Regions from separate parts of the Sorghum bicolor genome. Here region 1 is linked to region 2. A link is a contact called in public HiCAR-type data. All regions are on one chromosome and are shown on one strand. Each heading gives the region's core, a stretch centred on a gene start, on an enhancer-like site or on the middle of the called end of the contact. The rest is flanking DNA. Distances are from core to core; before and after follow the strand shown. Region 1 holds the start of LOC8080054. Region 2 holds the start of LOC8080053.

Region 1 (4,608 bases), core at 1,489-3,988, 42 kb after region 2:
GTTTTTTAGCCAAACGGTTTTAACTCCACATACTGAGTTCGAGGAAAAAACGTGGGTTTGTGAGAGCACCTAAAGAGATACTCCAGAAACTCTAGTTTTTTATGGAGCTGCTCTATGGTGGAGTTTGTGGAACAGTGCCAAACACCCCCTTACACCTACACCACCTAACCTAAGTAACTTGCCAACTAGGAGCAGTGCAGGGAAATGCCTTGAGCACATGCAGGTTATATGGCATAAATATGAAAACTAACCAAAGTCACAAAGAAAAGAGGACATTTACTTCAGTATCGATATCTCCAGAGCAATCTGTTGATGTTAGTGCAAAAGCACATGCATATCTAAATGGGATTGGACATTTCTTCAAGAGGCATCAAAGTTTACAAATAAATGACTTATGGGCAGCCCATAGTGCTGTGGTTAGCTTTTGCTATTTCTTGCCTATTGACTACTCACAATGTTTCGGTCACCTAGTACAGAATATTTAATTCACTATGGACTACTTTTTCACTACATTATGGTTGCTCTAACAATGGGGTATTATGCAAATCAGTCAGGGGGCCATTACTGACCAAGAAAGCTTCACATGCAACTTGGTTGCACCAACAGCAAGTGGGCATTCATCTCTGGTGTTGATCCTTGGAGTGAATAGTATGCGCTCAGATTTACCATCACTGGTCACGGCAGCAATCATCAGCAAATCCTTGACATAGACAGATACAACAGGTCGCAAAAGCTCGAGAAGTCCATAATCGTCAACAGTCATCGCATCAGCCTCTTCGCTATCATAAAGCACAAGCATGTACTTCATGTCGGCAGTGTAGGCAGCGATTTTGCCATGAAAGCCACCCTGCAGAACTTCAACTGCAATAGTTCCCTCCAGTGCACGATCCACAACTGTATAACTCACATCCACAGTACTGAGCCTGGTAGCAAGAGATTTGGTCTGAAACGTGTATCCCGTCACCGATGGACCAGTTGATGCGCTCCTGATGCTTATGACTCCTTTGCTAAGTTCTCTGTCCTGTATTAGATCATCCTTCATCTTGAGATCAGTCTCCACATACATATCTCCACACAATGCGAGACCACGTTTCGGCCCAGTCAAGATCAATGATTCAGCCTACAGCAAGGTTTATTTATTACGGTGGATACGTTAGTAACACATTAATTATGTCTACAAATAAATAGCGCTGAAAAGAAATTATAGCCATGGTATATATATGTAATTATTATTATGCTGCTTGGGTACGTATAAAGCTAGCTAGCTAGCTGATGAAAATAAATGTCAATGGTGTGGATCCGAAGCAAGATGTGTGGATTCATCCTCTAGATGCAACAGTGCTATATATAATCACTATTTGTGTAAGCAGCGTTAAAACACAAACGTGTAACAAGAAGCATATGTGTCTTTCTGAAAGAATGGATTTTTATTAGAAAGGAAGCATTAGGGTGCCCCTAAACAGTCCTGGTTACACTGTGCAGCATGCGAAACAGGAATTGGTTACAGGTCAGGTCAGGTCAGGCCAGTACTATATATGAGTGGAAAACAAGGCACTAATGCATGCACAAACTATAGCTAGAAAAGGAGATGGTGAATGTTGGTTGTACTTGTACCTCGGAATTGATGAGTTGGCAATTGTTGCTGTCGCGGCGGAAGTGATAAACAAACCTCACATCGATGCTGTCCCTGACAATGATAGTGCCGTAGACATGGATTGGGAAGCCGACATCCGAAGAGGCTATCTTGACAGACAGGAAGTTTACAGCCGTAAGTTTACAGCCGTACACAGCCAACCAAAGTCGCTCTCTTTTCTGTAGGGGGAATCGATAAGCTTCATCGGACCAATGGGTGCTGTCATGCATGTGGAAATACAAAGGAAATGCTAGATCATCAGTCATAGATGCTTAATTGGATTGAATTGAAGATTGGTACAAACTAATAGATACTAGCTAGTTGCAGAATTAATCAATCTGTGGAATCAAAAACCCAAACATTGTTACACATATGGAAACAAATTCTAGCATGTGGAATCAAATCAACTCAGCACATTGTTACACATATATATATTATAATAAAATAAATAAATAAATACAAGTTGCAGAATTAATCAATCAATCTGTCGTAGATGGTAGGATGCGCAGGTGGAGGATTGAACTGCAATGGGTACATGCGAAAGGATGGAAGGGAACAAGGGCCGCGGGCAGGCAAGCGACTTACACTCCTCGTCGAGGTCGAGGTTGGAGAGGCCGCCGCGGCTGCATCGGCTGTAGTAGCGGCCCCCCTGCTTGGGATCGAAGTCGACGAAGCGAGCAAAGGCCTCCATCGCCTGACCCCTGGAGTTGCCCTCTTGCATAAGGCGGCGCGCATAGTGAAGCTCGTCGTTCCTCAGCCTCTCCGCCGCCGCCGCTCGCTCGGCCTCGGTCATGCATGAGAAATCTGGCCTCCGCGACACATCAGGGCCGAACCGCCCAACCTGCTTTCGCAACAACGCTTGCTCTTCCTTGAGCTTGGCCGCCTCCGCCTCGGACAAATCCTTGGCCATCATCAGCCTCCTGGAGATGGACCGTAGCTTCTTATGCATGGATTCCTCGAGGTACTCGAGCTGTCGCAACTCTTCATACCACGCCGCCGCCGCCTCCACCGCCATCGCCGCCGCAGTCTCCGAACAAGCCGGATCTAGATTTGTAAGCGCGGCCGGGCCCCCGATCAATCACGAGTAGATCGAATATCGAGACCGAATTCGTTTATATGTCCATATCCGAGTCCGAATATTCAACATCCCATATCGTATCCGTATTCGAATACTTAAATTATATATTTATGATGTCGACATCCAATTATATCTTATCCGACATGATTGATATTATCCGTATTCAAATCCGAATCCAACTATAAATATAAAAGCAAATTTGATATCCGTCCATATCTAATTCGTTTTCATCCCTAATCACGACAAACCATCTATCAATCACCCACGGGGCATCTTCTTTATTTGGCGATGATGGGCTTTTTCTCTACGGCTATCAGCCTGGCCCACTAACCCATGCCTGTCACCACATTTCAAGCCCAATCCAGTCTTTTAAGGCATTTTTTCTTCTCTTACCGAGAGACCGATTGATATTCAAAACTTGGCCGAGCATCTTTAACAGTTTGCTAAAATTTATTTGCTATATTTTGAGTTTTGGCAACTTGGTAAAAGATTTGGCAAGTGAAAAAAAATTACTATCTCTAATAGTTTGCCATTTAGACTTGCCAAATAAAAAAAAAGCCCACACCCCAACTACCAACGCTCATCTATCTGTGGCCCGTGCCTGACGCCTAGACGTCGCCTCCGTGCGTAGCAGATTTTATTTAGCTTTCGAACACTTTGGACACTCTTTCACCTTGTTCAGTTCGCAAAAGTTTTTAGATTTTGACACTGTAGCATTTTTGTTTTTATTTGACAAACATTGTCCAATTATAGAGTAACTGGACTTAAAAAATTCGTCTCGCGATTTACATATGAACTGTGCAATTAGTTTTTGTTTTCATATATATTTAATGCATCATACATGAGCCGTAAGATTCGATATGATGGAGAATCTTGAAAATTTTTAGAAACTAAACAAGGCCTTTGAATCTATCATAGCACCTCAGCAGCTTGTTTAGTTCCCAAAAACTACCAAAAATTTTCAAGATTCCCCGTCACATCGAATCTTACGACACATGCATGAAGCATTAAATATGGATAAAAATAAAAACTAATTACACAGTTTACCTGTAAATTGCGAGAAGAATCTTTTAAACCTAGTTAGTTTATGATTGGACAATATTTGCCACAAACAAACGAAAATGCTACAGTACCCAAACCCAAATTTTTTTGCAAACTGAACAAGGCCTCAGCGGCAGCAGCACGGCAGCAGCTCGCGGCAACGAACGGCGCCGGGAACGAGATACGCGACGAGTCCGCGCGTGTAGAAGTCCGCGCGCGGATAGGGAGGATGGCAACTCCAGATTTTTGGTAAACATGTGTTAGCAAACTGTCGGAGAGAGTTTTTATCATGGATTTGCCAAAATTTGTGAGATAGCAAGTGTTTTAGCAAACTTTTGGAGATGCTCTAACCGCTCAGCTTCAGCTTCATGCGTAGCTTATCATATAATACTCGTGCTAACATCACGGTTTTATCTCAAGGATACACATAAAAACAACCAATCATTTTGTTCCATATTTTAAATTTTACATAATTGTATTTGAACATGTATACAGTCTGAAAACACTTTTGCATAAGAATGAATGGTAAAGTTATTTATAGTATTAACCATCTAAGTTACGTTCTATCTAAGTCCTAAATTATGACTTAGAGATCTTTAGGGAATTAATAAAACTTCTTCCGTGTTTGCAAACACAAGCTACTTTGGGCAATTAACCAAACAACAACAAGGTTAAAAGATAATAAAATAATATATTTTACTGTTTTAATATGAAATCAACTCGAATGTGTAAATTTGATTAGAATCACAGAAAAGCTTTACTTAATAGGTTTGATAAAAAAATAGTTGTTAGGCTAGTAGACGGCATGAGTATCGGGGATCTTGGTACAAGAAAATTCACTTGAAGTTACAGAGTG
Region 2 (4,531 bases), core at 1,927-4,426:
AATGAACAAGGCCTAAGGCTTTGTTTGTTTCCTCTGTATTGAGGGGCCAGGAACTATTTAAGCTAATCAATGTTAATATAAATAAGCCTACCATTTTAGTTGGAATACTTCCGAAACAGCCGTTCCAAAGTAAACGGGCCCCTAAAATGAACAAGCACAGCGGTTTAGAATTTTGTTGAGTACCAAAAACTAGCCACCAAAAAATAATCACTTCTTTGGTGGTTGTAGAAAACCACTAAGATAATTTATGTCCTTAGCGGTTCTGTTCAACCTCTAAAGAACACTAGTACAAAAAAATTCTTTACTGACAGAATTTCTTATATTTGTATTGTCATTTTTATTAACCGTCAGTGTGAAAGGTCAATAAAAATTAGCATACTTCACGGGAGGCTCGCACTAGGCAGCCACACACGGTTTTCAATATTCTTTTTTCATTTTTAGAGAAATAGGCGCATAATTGGGAATCGAATTCACCTTAGGCCTCACACGTTAGATCATATCACTGCACCCTAAAATCATTTACGGCATAACTTAAAAAATATTTCCTTAGTATTCACTCCATGAGTTAAAGCTCTAAACATATTCAAATAAAAAAAGTTTTAGATCTCATCGTGATCTAAAACATTGCCTTTTGTTTCAGTAGGGGCTCTTCTGCTCCTCCTGTTCTTTAAAAAAAACAACTTTGACTTGTTTACTATGGGAAGATCTATGGTGTGATGAAATCCTCAGTGGTAAATTCCCAGAATTGTTCTCCTATGCAAAGAACAAGCACATAACTCTGGCTGAGGAGCATGGACAGACAAACCTGTATAATCTCTACCACCTGCCCTTGTCACAGTAGGCACACTGCCAACTAGTATTGCTAAGGGAGCAACTGCAACTTGCAAACCTGAATGACTCTGAGGACAACTGGTCATACATTTGGAACTCTGCAAAATTTTCAGTCAAAAAAACATACAGACACCTCAGTGGAAATCAACAAGTACATCCGGCATTCCATTGGATCTAGGGCTCTTCTTGTCAGTGCAAACACAAAGTATTTTTTTGGCTGGTACTAAGGGACAGAGTTAGCACAAGAGAGCTGCTAAAAAGGAAGAATATGCATCTAACAGATTACAACTGTGTACTTTGCAACACCTCATCTGAAGAGTCCTTATCTCATCTTTTACTAGAGTGCCCCTTTGCTCAGCAATGCTGGGGTCTCATTGATGTTCAGATTGATCTGAATTTAGATCCATTTGAGACTTTGCAGTCCATCAAAGATCAGTTAAGGGTCCCATTTTTTATGAAAATCATCATATTACTGGCCTGGACTATTTGGAAGTCAAGAAACGACTTGATATTCAAGCAAATTAACCCGTCAATTCAAATGGCTAAAAGACACTTCAAGGAAGATTTCAAACTGCTGATTTTGAGAGCAAAAAGGAGCTATTTTCCCATGATAGAACAATGGATTGCAAATCTAAACTAGCAAGCTTGTTGGAAGTTCTCCTACTGCTCTTCTTTTTTTCGTTTAAGGTCTCCTAATTTGGCTTCCTTGATTTTTGTCTTTGTTTAAACTGTCTGTAATTGTAACCATGACTTTTGCATCATTTATTCATTTACTGTATGGGTGCAAACCCCTACAGATTTTTTTTAAAAAAACAACTTTGCTTTTGATCGTTTTTCATGTGAGATCATTTAAAGAATTAAAAATATGAAGTTTAAAATAATTGATCTTAAAACATAATTTTGAAGTCCTAAATAATTTCAAATAAAAAAGTAGTAAACTATAACGTTGTAAATTGATCTCTCTTTGAATAGTACAACTTTCATTCAAACCATTTCTCCATCTAAGATCATTTGAAAATTTAAAAAAATAAATAAATTATTTAGTAACACTAGGTTAAGAAAACAACTAGAATAATTCACACTCTCGGTTCATAGCCATAGGCTTAGAATTTCATTTCTACTAGCGCCTTCACGTTATGTTTCGCTAGTGAAAAAAAACCGCAACTGTCAACGAAATCGATTTTGTACTAGTTTATATATGTAATTTTTTCTTGAGTGTTATTTGTTAACTTCCAAGAAAAACAATCATTTTCCTTGAGTGCTATTTTAAACCGCCAAATTAAATTATTATTTAAAAATTAATATTTTTATAATTTTTTCTAATGACCTCAGGCGACGATGAAATAACCAACAACGAAGTTATAGTATTCAAAGAAATCTCAAACTTTCCAGTTCAAACTTTTTTTTCGTATGAATTTCTTTAGGATTTTAAATATGCATCACAAACTACTCTAGTGAATACCACAAAAGAGATTTATCAGCCACGAAGTCAGATCACAGGTGACTTTGCAGCGGTAAAGAAATAACACGCGAGGCTTTAAATTTTGGACACAGCTGAATCACCAAGAAATTCACCCGTGGGGTGAACCGCCAAGGAAACTAAGTTTCTCTACTATACTTGGTGGCTTTTGCTTGGCGGGGTTGCCCCTCAAGAAATAAACATTTTCTTGGTGGTTTTCATATTTTACTTGGTGGTTTTTGATCCTCAAGAAACTTTCGTTTTTTTGGTGTCTAGTGTATCCTAGTGTTTGCTCATCCGATACGTAAGCACGTACGTACGTACGTACGTACTCCTATCCATGTCTTTACATGTAAAGGCAGCAGGTATAGGATGATATATACACAGTGCATAAACGTACTGTGTGGATACAGTATCCCGGTGTGATCATTATTCGAGATCCTGAGAACGACCGGATATGGATACCACGTCTCGATATACTCCTATCCTGGCCCGCAACCCACAACGTTGATCATATACCACTATACAGAGAGAAAAATCTCAACCCTTTTGGCCAGAAACTGTCGCGTCGTAGTGTGCCATCCTTCGCAGCACGTAGAGATACCGGCACGTTCTCGCTTTTGCGCCTCGTTTTCCAGCTAGGATGATGCCTAGCGCGCGGCCGGCCGCTGTCCGAGCACACAAGCGGCCATGCCCGTCGTCTGTCTCACGTTCCGCGCGCGCGCCGCCCCAGAGACCGGCGGCCGGACCGCGACGGCTCAACCATATCTGAGCTTCCCCGGCAGACGCGGCGCGCTCCGCATCACTCGCTGCCCCATATGCTCCGCGCTCACCCTTCCAGATATTACGCGAGCCGCCCGGGAGCGCATGTGTGCATGCTGCAGCTGCAGCTGCGCGCCCGCCCCGCCCGTGTATAAAACTGACACCACCCGAGGCCCGAGGGGAGTACCCGACGACGACGACGGCGCACAGCGAGTTCCTCGTGCCAATATCCTTCTCTCGCACACAAGCCCTCCTAGACTCCTTCCTCCTTATATATAAACGACGATTATCGCGTCGTCGTCACTGCGTTCTTATCCGGGAGCAGAGCACACACAGAAACAGCCACAGCTAGCTAGCTAGCACACTGTGCTCACGATCGAGTTGGAGGTAGCTCTCGATCGAGGCCTTGAGAAGGTTGTGGTGCGTGTGCGGAGGCGCCGGCGGAGGATCATCGATGGCTCTGGAAGCGGAGACGGTGCTACGGCCGCTGTTCTTGGCAGCGGGCGGCGGCGGCGGCGAGGTGTCGGGCACCCCGCCGGTGTTCTTCCTTACCACGGAGAAGGACCGGCCGGTGGATCCGATGATCTGGGGCGACGAGAAGCGGATGAAGCGGGAGCTCCTGGTGTGGGCCAAGGCCGTGGCGTCCATGGCGGCCAGCAGCAACAACACCTCCTCGCCGTCGTCGCGGTCGCGATCCACGAGGCGCAGGGGATGATATATAGTGTGTCCGGACTCCGGAGTCGATCTGGACCGGGTTTTCTATATGGTTCAGCTTGTAGTAATATAATCCAACTTTTGTACATGGATCCATCGGTGAGCCTTATTATTCGCTTCATCATGTTTTTGGCTAGCTTATTTGTGCTAAACCGGTGCATCTAAGCTTTGCTTGCTTGATTTGGGGAAAGGCTGGTCTATTTATTATCTTTATGTTTTATATCCAGTGGTAGGCAGCTTAGTCGATGATCCCTGCTTTTGTCTGTATATTTTCCTAAGTTTATTTTTCCATTTTCCTGTATATATATATATATATCAAACTGTTAAGCATATAATTCTCTCCTAGCATGTGAGTCGTAAATGTGCATGTGCTAAAGATTCAGACTATTTTTTATTACTTGTTAAGCAAATAATTACAGCCTAATATGTGAGTGGTTAAATTTTCGTGCGCAAACCACCGGCGTGTCTGGTCGTCGGCCATGTAAATTTTTTATTACTAATAGTATTATATTCTTAAGAAAATAATTCTCTCCTACCATGCAAGCTGTAAATTTGCCTATGCTAAAGATTAGCGTGCTGGATCGATATTGAGATTATTTTTTATTACTATTAGTATTATTTTGTTAAGAAAATAATTACCTTCTAGTATGTGAGTGGTTAAATTTGTCTGTGCAAATCACAAACATATCGGGTCGCTGGCGAGGTAAATTTTTTATTACTAACAATATCAAATTTGGCTTTCACTTAGTAATAATTTTTCATATA

The links. HiCAR-type assays count read pairs that join an accessible place to other places.
Region 1: a contact with region 2 is called in a HiCAR-type map of leaf, with 2.8 times the contacts expected there. The contact joins the promoter of LOC8080054 here to the promoter of LOC8080053 in region 2. A contact is called at or near these places in 1 of 4 Hi-C or Micro-C datasets (leaf) and 1 of 1 datasets of contacts at active chromatin or transcription factors (leaf).

What each region holds. Positions count from the first base shown.
Region 1 is chr10:7,685,887-7,690,494 of Sorghum_bicolor_NCBIv3, forward strand. LOC8080054 reads right to left here and starts at 2,739. Exons shown (of 3, transcript XM_021448935.1): 1 at 2,219-2,739; 2 at 1,615-1,852; 3 at 262-1,120. The coding sequence starts at 2,648. The coding sequence ends at 1,761. LOC110431345 (a long non-coding RNA gene) reads right to left here. Exons shown (of 4, transcript XR_002448841.1): 4 at 3,827-4,608.
Region 2 is chr10:7,643,349-7,647,879 of Sorghum_bicolor_NCBIv3, forward strand. LOC8080053 reads left to right here and starts at 3,177. Exons shown (of 1, transcript XM_021448905.1): 1 at 3,177-4,111. The coding sequence starts at 3,507. The coding sequence ends at 3,767.